3 separate regions of the Sus scrofa genome follow, and all the other regions are linked to region 3. Evidence: chromatin contacts called from public HiChIP or PLAC-seq data. All regions are on one chromosome and are shown on one strand. The core of a region is the stretch at or near the end of the contact, and the rest is flanking DNA. Distances in the headings are between cores, read along the strand shown. Region 1 overlaps TNIK (TRAF2 and NCK-interacting protein kinase). Region 2 overlaps TNIK (TRAF2 and NCK-interacting protein kinase). Region 3 overlaps TNIK (TRAF2 and NCK-interacting protein kinase).

Region 1 (4,190 bases), core at 889-3,388, 170 kb after region 3:
AAAAAAAATTAAATCCTACATGAAACAAAGATGATTGGTTCATGTTTAATTCAGGTTAAGTGAAATGTGAAAAGAAAGATTATTTTAAAATTTTGTTTAGGAGTTCCTATTATGGCTCAGTGGTTAACAGATCTGACTAGCATCCATGAGGACACAGATCCCACTCCTGGCCTCTCTCAGTGGGTTAAGGATCCGGGGTTGCCATGAGCTGTGTGGTGTAGGTCGCAGATGCAGCTCGGATTCTGTGTTGCTGTGGCTCTGGCATAGGCCAGCAGCTATAGCTCCTATTTGACCCCTAGCCTGAGAATCTCCATGTGCAGCAGATTCAGCCCTAAAAAAAAAAAAAAGCAATATATATATATATATATATATATATATATATATATTTAAGTTTTAGTGATAAGGATTTCTAATTCAGGAGTTGGAAGGCAACAGTGGAACAGATGAGAAAGTGCCCTAGGTTTGGGTTCCTCATTAGTTGTGAGATTTTCACCTCATCTCTGTAAGATTGTAGTAGGCACCTTAGGGGCTTTTCCTACTCAATTTATTTGTGACTTTATGAAGTTGTCTCTTGAAACATCATCTTAACAGTGACTGTGCCTCAGGTTTCCAGTGATCTTTAGGTCAGCTAATTCCTAGCCATTCCCTCAAAGTCTGCCTTCATCTGGATCCTAATTCTCTTTGGCATCCTCCAGTGATGTCAAAGGCAACTCACACTGGGCAGCCTCCCTCATCGAAGGTTGGCAGCTCAGCAGCCTTCCTGTTCCAGAGCACGGGACACCTTCGTCTGGAACAGAGCTGAGGCTGCCAATTGTTCCACCTCCAGGAGCTCATTTAAGCCCAAACCGCCATCCCCGAGGTGTATTATTCAGTTATCTGTCAGACCCATGGAGAACTCTTCTTTTAGCTTGGAAGTGAAATTTAAAATGGAGGAGAAGTGGATTGTTTTCTTTTCCAGTGTTACCTTCAACAACTAATAATTACTAAAACAAAGACAAAAACAACCATGTACCCTAAGTTCAAAAAAGCTACAGATATTTATTTCAAACCAAGAACAGCTCAATGCCCAACGCTCCTTCCATTTGAAATGTAAAGTGGATTGCTTGTATCCTGTCTGCTCCCTCCCTGGCTGCTGATGGAAAGAACTAGGTGTTGACATGTCCCTGTAACAAATTATTCGAAGAAGATTCCTTGTTGCTAGTGTAACATTTCTCAAACTGTGTTGGCAGAGGTGTCTCACAGTTTCCCACAGGGAAAGAGAGGGAATTGGGAGGCAGAGGGTCAAGCCTCTGCTTCAGTCAAGGAGAGAAGGAAATCAGTGGTCCTTTGGGGTCAGTGCATAGTAGAAACATGGATATGTTCATTAGTAGCACAGAGGCCAGGGGCAACTGGCAGTGAGGTTTCAGAGGAGGCGATACTTGAATTGAATCTACAAAGTAAGTTTAGGAGTTCCTGTTATGGCTCAGTGGTAACGAATCTGACTGGTATCTATGAGAATGTGGGTTCGATCCCTGACCCCACTCAGCAAGTTAAGGATCTGGCTTTGCCATGAGCTGCAGTGAGGTTGCAGACATGGCTCAGATCCCATGTTGCTGTGGCTGTAGTGTAGGTTGGCAGCTGTAGCTCCAATTCGACCCCTAGCCTGGGAACTTCCGAATGCCATGGGTGCAGACCTAAAAAGAAAAGACACCATCAGAGAAGCAGAAACCATACAGTACATTTAGAGAATGCAAATAATTTAGTGTCAAGGACCACAGGTAAGAGTAGGTGGGAACCTGCCAAGGTGGTGTGGGAGAGAGGGAGGGAGTCATTTTTAAGGGTCCCTGCAAGACATACCCAGGTGTTCCTCTTCTCTAGCTGCTTGGTACCATTAAGAGAATTTCAGGGTGATTCAGCTGTGTGATGTCAGCCACACCCTCGGTATTTGTTTGCAGTTCCCCTACCCTCCTTCTCTGCTTTAGCAGAGAAGTAGCCATTGTTTAAGGTATGATTCATGGTCTTTAAAGACTTTCTGTTCCTAAAGAGGAGCTGCTGATTCCTTTGCTAAGGTGATCATGATAGCAACACAGACTCTATTGGGTCTAAGACAACCCTGGAGGTCATTCAGTGCCTCTCAGCAGAGGGCACTGTTGGTACTTCTCCTTTATGGGATACTGATCCAGGCTCTGAAGGAAGTTTGTGTTTCTGGCCCCTGGGCACTGAATATCACTAGCACTATTCTCCCTACTTGGTCATTGTGAAAACTAAATTTTTAACTAATTTTCCTAAATGTTCTTGGAGTGGGAAGGGGTGGTCCCTCCCTCCAACCCCTGAGCCTAGTCTCCCCACATTTTGAGGATGGGGAAACTAGGGCCCAGATGGGCTACGTAGCTTGCCCCCAGTGAACTACCTGGTCACAGACAGGACCAGGCCTCTGGGATTCTGGTCTAGGACTCTTTGTGGGGTAACACTTCAGCCCCCTCCCTCAAGTTCTTAAAAGTTGAAGTCCCTACACAACCATATTGGATGATTGATCGAATGTCTTCTTCGTGCTCTTTCCTGAGTGAGGAAGAAAGAGAAGGAGCAGAATTGCTTGAGAGGTGAAGGAAGCTGATACATGCAAAAAGCTGAGCTATATGCAGAGTGCAGAAGCAGGCAGTGCCAAGCCTCTCTCCTCCAGTCTCACGTGGACATGCCCCCATTACCTGCTGTGTCCATGCATAAACATGCCACCCCATCCACAGGAGAGGAACCACTGCTCCAGGTACTGAAAGTACAGTGATGAGACATGGTCCTTGCCTTTGTGACACATGGAGCCCAAAAGGGAAGACAACATTAAAAATTAATCACAAGGGAGTTCCCGTCTTGGCACAGCAGAAACGAACCCACCTAGGACCCATGAGGTTGCAGGTTCGACCCCTGGCCTTACTCAGTGGGTTAAGGATTCGGCATTGCTGGCTCGGATCCCGCGTAGCTGTGGCTCTGGAGTAGGCCGGCAGCAACAGCTCCGATTAGACCCCTAGTCTGAGAGCTTCCATATGCTGCGGGTGTGGCCCTAAAAAGACAAAAGACAAAGAAGAAAAAAATTATCGCAAGACAGGACCACACCTAATTATAGCCAGCATCTGCTAATGGCTGTTCTGTGCCAGATGCTGCCAAGCACTATGTATACATTATCTCCCTTAATCCTCCCTGTTATACAGTGACTTAGATACTATGATTATTTCCATTTTTCAGATGAGGGAGCTGAGACCTAGAAGGTTGAAGGACTTGCCTAAAGTCATGCGGCTGGAATTTGAATCCAGCTGATCTGGGAGAGTATCTCACTGCCTGATATCACTGGTAGGGAAATGCATTTAGAAGTGAATATTGACCATCTTCACTACTGAGAGTCAGATGCAGACTCTAGGTTTCTCAAGGAGCAAGTGCAAAGAAAGCTTCTCTTTAGGGATTGCCCCTCACCACACCCTGTTCTCTTCCAATTCCATGTGGTTGATGCTTCCCTGTGGTTCCAAAGACCAGAGACACCCTGTCTGGGGAAGTAGTTCCTTATGCTCAATACTGTCTCTCTGACCATGTATTTGGATTGATTGCTATCTGTTTTGTTTTAGGCCCCCTTTTGAGATAAAGATAGATTAACAGGCTTCAGTGATTAACAGCAGAATCACATCCATTTGAGACTGTTACAATACAAGATTACTTTAATAATCAAGGAAACGAAAGTCTCCTCACATACCCACACACTGAGTGCTTTCTGACCAAGGAGCTACCTGTGTCTCCTCTACCCAGAACTGGCTTCCCTTCTACATAAATCCACCTCTCACTCAAGCCCTCCTCACCTTGGAGAGGAGGTAGAACCAAATCATTCAGTGTTGTCTTTTTTATTTAACCTGATAACCACTGTGAAAAGAAACCCAGAAGACCCGAAAAAAAACCCCGAAAGTGATGGAGAGTTTTACAAAATAAACATTAAATGGCGATCAGTCTTCAAAGCATTTAAGGTTTATGTGTTGGAGTTCCTGCTGTGGTGAAATGGGTTAAGGATCTGGCATTGCTACTGCTGTGGCATAGGTGCAGGTGCAGCTCGGTTTCAATCCCTGGCCCAAGAACTTTCATGTGTCTCAAGTGCTACAAAAAAAAGAAAAAAAGGGAGTTCCCATTGTGGCTCAGCGGAAAAATCTGACTAGCATCCATGAGGACTAAGATTTGAT
Region 2 (3,803 bases), core at 1,042-3,541, 140 kb after region 3:
TGCCATTACTCTCCATGAGATCTCAGGGCATCAGTCATCTCTGTGGTGGAAAAATGAAGACAAGGTAAAAAAGCGCTGGTCTGTAAGCACAGGTGATATGTTTGTCTGCAGTGGTAAGGGACAGTCTCAGACTGCAAAAACCCGAACAGACTCTGACTGGTAACCTTTGCAATGAGATTCATCAGTAGTGAAACCAGAACCCCAGCCAGCAGTGAGTATTGCAGAAGTGTTTGGAGAAGCTGTGTTGCCGGCAGGCAGCATATGTGGAAATCACTCCCCAAGGGCAGTGCGGTGCAATCAGAGTCTGGGCTGGGGTGAAAGAGCAGGAATGCTGGCCCCCAGAACATCACATCAAAAGCACCGATAATGTTCCCCAAGGAGGGTGCTCTGGGCTGATGGCCCCCCGGCTCTCTCGGGTGCCCGTGGGAACCCAGGCTGGGCTTTACAAGCTGCATGGCTTTTCAAGTACCTGTGATGCCCAGGTTGCTTTTATTATCATCAAAGTGTTATTTTCCATACTGAGAAGACAGATCACAAGGACAGAGGGCTGTGATGAGCATAAATACAATTAAATTAGGCTGCGGTAGAAAGGAGAGTCATCGTGTTGTGAGTATCTGTTTTGTGTTTTACATGGACTCTCTGTGCCTTTCTGAGTTGGGAGCTGTTATTATTCTTAGATGAGGTGACTAAGGGGCACATGGCTGGTAGCAGTCTAGCTGGGATTTGGATGCCTGCAAGGCTGAGTAAATTCATGTGCTGCTCTAATGGGGACAGGTATACGTCATTGGCTTAAATTTGCTTCTTGTTGAGCATGGGGAAAGTGAATTCCCAGCCCCAGAGCAGCACACGCCCTGGTCCTCCCCACACACAGTTCCCTGATTCTTCAAACACTCTAGGACCTCCACCGAGAGCCACACGGGGGCAAGCGGCACCTTCCACTGAGACGGAACAGGTCAAGGCTGCCTCCTTCATGGCTTCCTTTTTCTCCCGACCATTTCAGTGCAACCGCTCATCCTGTCTGCTCCACTTTAGAGCTAGAATAAATAGTTCATGGTGGGTACTGTTCAAGTTTAAAGAAAAATGGAAAGGATGTTCAGACCAGGGGAAGTCAAAGTATCCCTCTCAGTGACAGAGCTCGTTTTTTTGTTTTTGTTTTTTTCCCTGATTTTTCACACCAAACTGAAAACATGCACTGTCGGTCACACATCCACTCCTTGGTGAAGTGTGAACAACTGTCTCTGCCTAAAGGAGGCCAGAGTTATTGTACTGTCCTGTGTGAGCATTTAGTTTACTTTGATCCTTGGCCTCCTACCCCCATTCATCCCAGCGAGGCTTCTTCCAGATGCCCTTCTGCTGTCATAGAGAAGCCCAGCCATCAGAATGGGGATGGTTCCAAATCCATCCATCCCCACTCGTGGGAATAAATGGCCTCTCTCTTGTGTCAGTAGGAAGTAAATCAGATGACCCTCAGTTATTCACCCTCTTCAAACTTTTGTCTGACCTCGAAGCTTAGAGGAAATTGGCTGGGGGAGAATATAGTGTTTCCCGAGGTTTCATGAACAAGCTGCCCATGAGCCTTTGTCCTGCATGTCTGTGGCTTTTGTGTTTGAGTGCTTGTGAGGTATTGCAGAGAAGAGCTCCCCAAGCCTCTCACTTGGTTAAGACGCCAGCGTCTCCCCAGGGGCACACCCTGGCTATTTCCCAGCAAAAAAAATGCTCTATATCCCCGACTGTACCACATAAGCTAATTAACCTCTTTATAGATTTTTCCTTCTCCTTATTTTAATTCTCAGCTGGTATTTCTCTAGGCCCTGGGCCTTGGGAATTGCAGATTCATTTGTTGAATTTCTGGCAGTGTGAGAATTTCTAATAGTTAGCTTTCAGTTCTCACATGCAGTGAAGTAGGAGAAAATAATGGAGGAAGAAAACAAGACTGGGAAACATTTTGAAACAACAGCCATACTTGAAACTGGCTAAGTGGTGAGGCCACAGACATGTTTCCTTTTGGCCTTGTGGGGATTTACGTTTTCCTTCTTTCTTTCCTTGCACGGCCATGCAGTAAGTGTCTGTCTCCAGGGCTGCTCAGAATACTTTGTTGTCAGGGCCCTTCTGTGGTTCTGTAGACCCACCTTCCTTCTGGTTCCACGGGGAACTAATAATCCAGTACCCACTGTGACTGTGAACCCAAGGAGATGTGTCAAATTTCAAACCGTCGAGGGCTTAGAAAGTACAGAGCAAACTCTTGTGGTGTTTGTGGCTTTGCAGTGTCCTTTCAACGGAAGGACATTTCTGAAACACTGAGCAGCAGCCACCCCTGTGGTGTCTAGAGGTTCCTGGGGCTATGAGCTATGGCACCTGAGGATACACAACAGAATCAGCTTTGTTCCTTTGGGCCTGAGACACAAACCATTCTTCTGCCTGTAGTCACAGCCCAGCCTGAATTCACCTCATCTCCTGACTTACCAGACCACTTTGTATTTACTCTCCACTGCTTTTGAAGAGGGAGTAGAGTAGATAAGTACTTGGGCTACCTGTGAACACCTTTTTTGGACATTTGCCCCTGCAAGATGTTTTAAAATCTGTTGATGAGCAGGTGATGTCTAGGGGGTGCATAGAAAAATAGCTAAAGCTTGTATCCGGTGTTTGCAAAACAGGGTACTTTCAAGATGATGTGTAGTTTGATTCTGAAACTGCCTTGGCTCTACCTAAGTCAGGAGCGTCGCTTATAACCAGACAGCATTTGTCACCCAGGCTGCTTTAGAAAAATCTACTGTTTCTTCATGCAGAGTCAGGCGATAGACGTTGAGGGATCTTTTGGATTTATTTGAACCTGGGATTTTCTGTAAACCAAAGGCATGATTAATAGTGTCTCTGCCTGTATCAGGTGTTATTAGCCAGACGTTTCTTTCAAGAGTTTCGCTCTTTTATTTTCTAAACTAAATTGGCATCAAGCAAAACACATTTCAACTTCAAAACCAGCTTTAGCCTGGCAGAATAAGATGTTTTGAACCAAAATTGGGGGATGGAACTGAGGCAGGATGAGCACTGCAGATTCTAAGTGATCTTCAGTGCATTCAAAGGTTTCCTCATTTTGAATCTTTGCAAAAAGCCATATGATTAATCTACATGCTAGATTCCTTTTCATTGTGCTTTTCAGACCACAATTCCCAAAGCCATTACCATACCCCCAATGAGAAAATACTCATCTTCCTTATTTGAAGACAGAAAAATCATATTTTCCCCAAATAGACTTTTTGTGCTTATATTTTGCACATCCCTTTCAGGATCTCTATTGTGTTATCTGCCCACAAACTTTATCACAATATGATGGATTGAGTTATGAAACTGAGATTTTTTTATTTTATTTTTTTATTTAGGACTTAGCTCTTAGTTGGAAAGGGGTAGCTAGATAATGCATCTCTTTTGGTCAGTAGTTGAGAGTTTTTGTCCAGTAATAGACATGTGATTCATAATAATATCATAGTTTGTTTTCCATCGAAAAGAGAGGCTTACGGTTTTGTTAAAATCAACGCAATGTGAACTTCTGGGTGATGGTTGTATCTTAGCTTATTTTGGTGATATATACCCAGAAACGAAATTTACAGGTGCAGGGAGTCTGGTTTAATAGAAAGTTGGGAGCAAATATTAAAACCCTAGGAATTGACTTCTCCAGTCATCCAGGTAAAGCCTGAAATCCTATAAATTAATTCATCATTTCTTTGTCTTGTGACAGCCTGATAGGGGAAGAGCGTGGGTGGTCTTTGGGGTCAGAAGAATTGGAGAATGGGCTTAAAGAAAATCAG
Region 3 (4,256 bases), core at 1,730-4,229:
GCTCTCTCCTGTCACTCCCTGCCCACTTTCCAATCATCACATTGGCAGTATCAGCATATTCCTGGCCATTCAGGGTCTTGGTGGGAAGTAGACCTATCTTAATTTTTATTATCATTTCTTGCTGGAAAGTAAGTCTGAAAAAAATAGACTGTGCATAATGGCTTGGTAATTCTGTAGGTCTTCAATATTAGTCAGTTTTTATATTCCACCTTCAGTGGCTTCATTATTAAAATGACAAAAATTGTGCACTGGGTAAAAAAAGAAATGCTTTAAAAATGGCATTCTGAGATTTTCCATTGTGGTTCAGTGGAACTGAATCTGACTAGCAACTATGAGGATGCAGGTTTGATCCCTGGCCTTGATCAGTGGGTTTAAAAATCTGGTGTCGCCATGAGCTGTGGTGTAGGTCGCAGATGAGGCTCAGATCCAGTGTTGCTGTGGCTGTGGTGCAGGCCAGCAGCTACAGCTCCGATTTGACCTCTAGGCTGGGAACCTCCATGTGCTGTGGGTGTGACCCTAAAAAGATCAAAAAAAAAAAAAAAAAAAAAAAAAAGGCATTCTGAGAGTCAAGGGACCAAACCAAGGATGGTAGGAGGTGGGGATGCCTTGATTCTTGTCTGCTTATACTGGCTGACTTTACAGCTACTAAATGTCAATTCTTAGAAGATGGTATCTGCACATATGTGAATAATCGATATGTAACTACTTATAAGACTTGCCACAGGCATTGGACATCTACCTTTGGCTGAAAAGTTTGATTTAGCCCCATAAGTCATTAATGAACTTTTACCTTTTTGTCTTCTGGGAATCAGTATAAAAGCTGGTGAACCCAGTTCCTCAAAATATTAAATAGAGTTACCCTGTGACTGAGCAATTCCACTCCTAGGTATTGTAGTCCCAAGAGAAATGAAAACGTACATCCACTCAAAAAGTTGTATGTGGATGATGATAGCAGTGTTATCCTTAATAGCCAAAAGGTGGAAACAACCCAGATGTCCAGGAGCTGACAAATAGATAAATAAAACTTGGCATTTTCATACCATGGAATATTATTTGGCCATAAAAAGGAATGAAATCCTGATACAAGCTACTACATAGATGAACTTTGAATACATTATGCTAAGTGAAGTCACAAGAGGTCACATATTGTATGATATTATTAATGTAAGATATCCAGGACAGGAGAATCTACAGAGGTAGAAAGTGTATGAGTGGTTGCTCAGGGCTAAGGGGGAGAAGATGAGGGCATGTGGGCTGTGATAGCCAAAGGGCATAGGGTTTCTTGTGAGGTGATGAAATGTCTAAAAACGACTGTGGTGATGGTTGCACACATCTGTGAATATACTAAAACCACTGAATTATATACTTCAAATGACTGATTGCATGGTTTGTGAATTAGATCTGAAGAAAACTTTTTTGAAAAAGGCAAGAAATGATAGACATAAGAAACATGAAATTCAAGGTAGGAGTTTCTATTGGAAGTGGGAGGAAGTTCCTCCAGATGATGTCAGAGTGGGAATGTTCTGTTTGCTAAGCTGGGTAGTGGCTCCAGGGATGGTCACTGTGTTTAGTTTATTGCAGTTTTTATTAAACTGCACACATATGTCATAAGCACTCTTGGTATCTGTGGTTCATAAATAAAAAAAAATGCTTGCTAAAAAGCAGGTAAATCATAAAAAGATCTCTTTTCAGTACCTATTTAAAAAATCAGATGCCACTCCATGGATACTTATTGCTTCATCTGACATCATCTTCATCATTGTCATCATCACCATCACCATTTGCCAATTTCCTGAGAGCATCTCCACCATCCCATGCCATGTAATGGAGCATGTAATGTGATCTCTGTGATTGAAGAAAAGGATATTAGTAATACTGCTTGTAATAATTGAGACCATTTATTAGGAGCCTGTTAAATGCCAAGCACTGTTAGAGGAGCTTTATATGCAGTCTTTAAGAATGACCTTATGAGATGTGTATGATAATCCCTATTTTACTGATATCAAAACTAAGGCTGGGAGGGAGTTTCCACTTTGGCACAGCAGAATCGAGCCCTACTATTATCCATGAGGATGCGGGTTCAATCCCTGGCTTTGCTCAATGGGTTAACGATCTGGTGTTGCTGTGAGCTCTGGTGTAGGTCGAAGATGCATTCAGATCTGGCATTGCTGTGGCTGTGGCATAGGCTGGCAGTTGCAGCTCTGATTGGACCCCTAGCCTGAGAACTTCCCATATGCCATGAGTGCGGCCCTAAAAAGCAAACAACAACAACAACAACAACAACAACAAAAACCTAAGGCTGGGAGAAGATTAAGTGTTCAGAATCACAGAGCTGCTTATAGAAGACAGATTTGGAATTTGAACCCAGAGTAGTACCAGAGACTATGCCATGTTAGTTTTTATAATAGTGTTCTGTGAGCTTCTAAAACCTATGCTACACGTTATGAAAATATCATGCCTTCTCTTCCATAGGGAATCACTGTCTTTTTTCTTTTTCCATCTGCCAAGCTTACTTTATCAAATCTTATCTTCTTTTGCTTGTAATGAAAAAGGAGAGTATTTGTTTTCTAGATCTAAAATTATACTGAATATGCCTTTTCAAATGATACATTTGCCCTGGACTTTTAGACATGCCCTCTCTCCCCAACATACAACCTTGAGAGTCTTGAGCACAGGCTGTTTCACCAGTCTCAGAATCCATTTTCAAAAGATGATTCCATTGTGGAAAGCAGTATTTGATCAGTGCCAGATATCAGAATAGCAGGTAGTTTTCACTGGTGTGTGAATGACAGAATTGTAGGTCATAAGGGAACTTAGAGATCATCAGTCTAGAATTTTCACTTTTCAGACAGAGGAGACCTGAGACTTTAAAAGTAACCAAGAAGACGTGAACTCCTATCTGATTTCTGATGACCTAGAGAGTCGTGAACTTGCAAATGTGAGTCACCCTGTGAAATGAGGAAGGAAAGAGTGTCATGGGGTTTGTTCATCCATCCTTTCAAGAATTTTGTTTTGATCTCCAGCTCCATCATGGGCAGAATCCCAAGGGCTTTGCATCAGAAACATGCAAGATTCAGCCTTTCCCTTCACAGCAATCATGGTCTTTTGGAGGAGATAAAGAACCCCAAATAATCGTAGGGCAATGCTATAATATAGCAAGGAGGTTGTGGGACATCAGAAGATGGACATTGATTTCTTCCGTGGGGAAGAGGAGGTATCAGAGAAAGAGATTTCAGGTAGTTTATCCTTGAGCTGAATCCCAAAAGTTATGTGGGGAGTTCCTGTTGTGAAGCAGTGGAAATGAATCCAACCAGTATCCATAAGTATATGGGTTCAATCCCTGGCCTTGCTCAGTGGGTCAGGGATTCAGCGTTGCCGTGAGCTGTGGTGTAGGTCACAGATGCAGCTCAGATCAGGTATTTCTGTAGCTGTGGTGTAGGTTGGCAGCTGCAGCTCTGATTTTACCCCTATCTTGGGAACCTCTGTGGCCTCTGGAGTGGCCCTAAAAAGCAAAAAAAAAAAAAAAAAAAAAAAAAAAGTTACATGGAATTGAGAGAAATTTGGTATTTTGAGGAAAATGCTCATAATTTGGCAGGAGGCACAAGGAGATAATGGGAGAGAGCAGCTCTGGGCCACGTCCTGGGCCTCCTACTCCTTCTTAGCCACGGGCAAAGGGAATTCTTTGGCTCATTTAAATCAGGGAGAAGGGTTACATGACCCGAGAGGTTGCTCTGGTAACAGTGTCCAAGGATGCACTCAAGAGGAAAGGACAAAGTCAAGGGGAAAGGTGGTTTTACCCAGTTGAGAAGTACTGAACAGTTCCTGTGTGACAAGTGTAATTGTCAGATGCTCTTTTATGTACCAAGGAGGAAAACCCTTGTTAATTTTCAGCAGTATTTCAATTCCAGAGATGATCAAATGTGAAAAAAATATGTGTATTTTAGAATTGATGAGATGCAGTCCTAAGTACTTAATATATATTTGTCGAAGAATGAATGATTTTTTTTCCCATTAGTGTCCTGTGTAGGCTTGGAATAAAATAAAAGACCTGAGAAATGAACATTGAATTTGACCCATTTGTTGGTACATTAAAATCAGGAAAGAAATGACTGATTCTTTTCCTTGAACTCTTGTCCTTCTGTGGGTATAACAGTCACTCTTGATAGAATTTTTTGAGAAAAAAAATTCAGAATTGGCTAAATGAGGAAGTGCTCTGTGGGGGTGACATTATTCCATTTGGATTTCGGGTCAAATAG

Evidence for each region. HiChIP or PLAC-seq counts read pairs in DNA pulled down with a chosen protein or histone mark.
Region 1: a contact with region 3 is called in an H3K27ac HiChIP or PLAC-seq map of alveolar macrophages. The contact joins two enhancer-like sites. A contact is called at or near these places in 2 of 47 Hi-C or Micro-C datasets (embryonic fibroblasts and fibroblasts) and 2 of 2 datasets of contacts at active chromatin or transcription factors (alveolar macrophages and skeletal muscle).
Region 2: an H3K27ac HiChIP or PLAC-seq map of alveolar macrophages shows a contact between it and region 3. The contact joins two enhancer-like sites. A contact is called at or near these places in 1 of 47 Hi-C or Micro-C datasets (skeletal muscle) and 2 of 2 datasets of contacts at active chromatin or transcription factors (alveolar macrophages and skeletal muscle).

The regions. Positions count from the first base shown.
Region 1 is chr13:109,817,674-109,821,863 of Sscrofa11.1, reverse strand. The region is part of intron 2 of TNIK (TRAF2 and NCK-interacting protein kinase); the gene reads left to right. Among named protein-coding and RNA genes, the nearest start is that of SLC2A2, 210 kb to the right of the region's middle. Within about 2 kb of position 2,138, at least 4 of the 83 cell types and tissues checked have an H3K27ac peak or open chromatin away from gene starts, as enhancers often do. A contact at or near this core is called in alveolar macrophages, where this site is marked.
Region 2 is chr13:109,845,994-109,849,796 of Sscrofa11.1, reverse strand. All of the region lies in intron 2 of TNIK (TRAF2 and NCK-interacting protein kinase), which reads left to right. Among named protein-coding and RNA genes, the nearest start is that of TNIK, 200 kb to the left of the region's middle. Within about 2 kb of position 2,291, at least 14 of the 83 cell types and tissues checked have an H3K27ac peak or open chromatin away from gene starts, as enhancers often do. A contact at or near this core is called in alveolar macrophages, where this site is marked.
Region 3 is chr13:109,991,029-109,995,284 of Sscrofa11.1, reverse strand. The region is part of intron 1 of TNIK (TRAF2 and NCK-interacting protein kinase); the gene reads left to right. Among named protein-coding and RNA genes, the nearest start is that of TNIK, 59 kb to the left of the region's middle. Within about 2 kb of position 2,979, at least 7 of the 83 cell types and tissues checked have an H3K27ac peak or open chromatin away from gene starts, as enhancers often do. A contact at or near this core is called in alveolar macrophages, where this site is marked.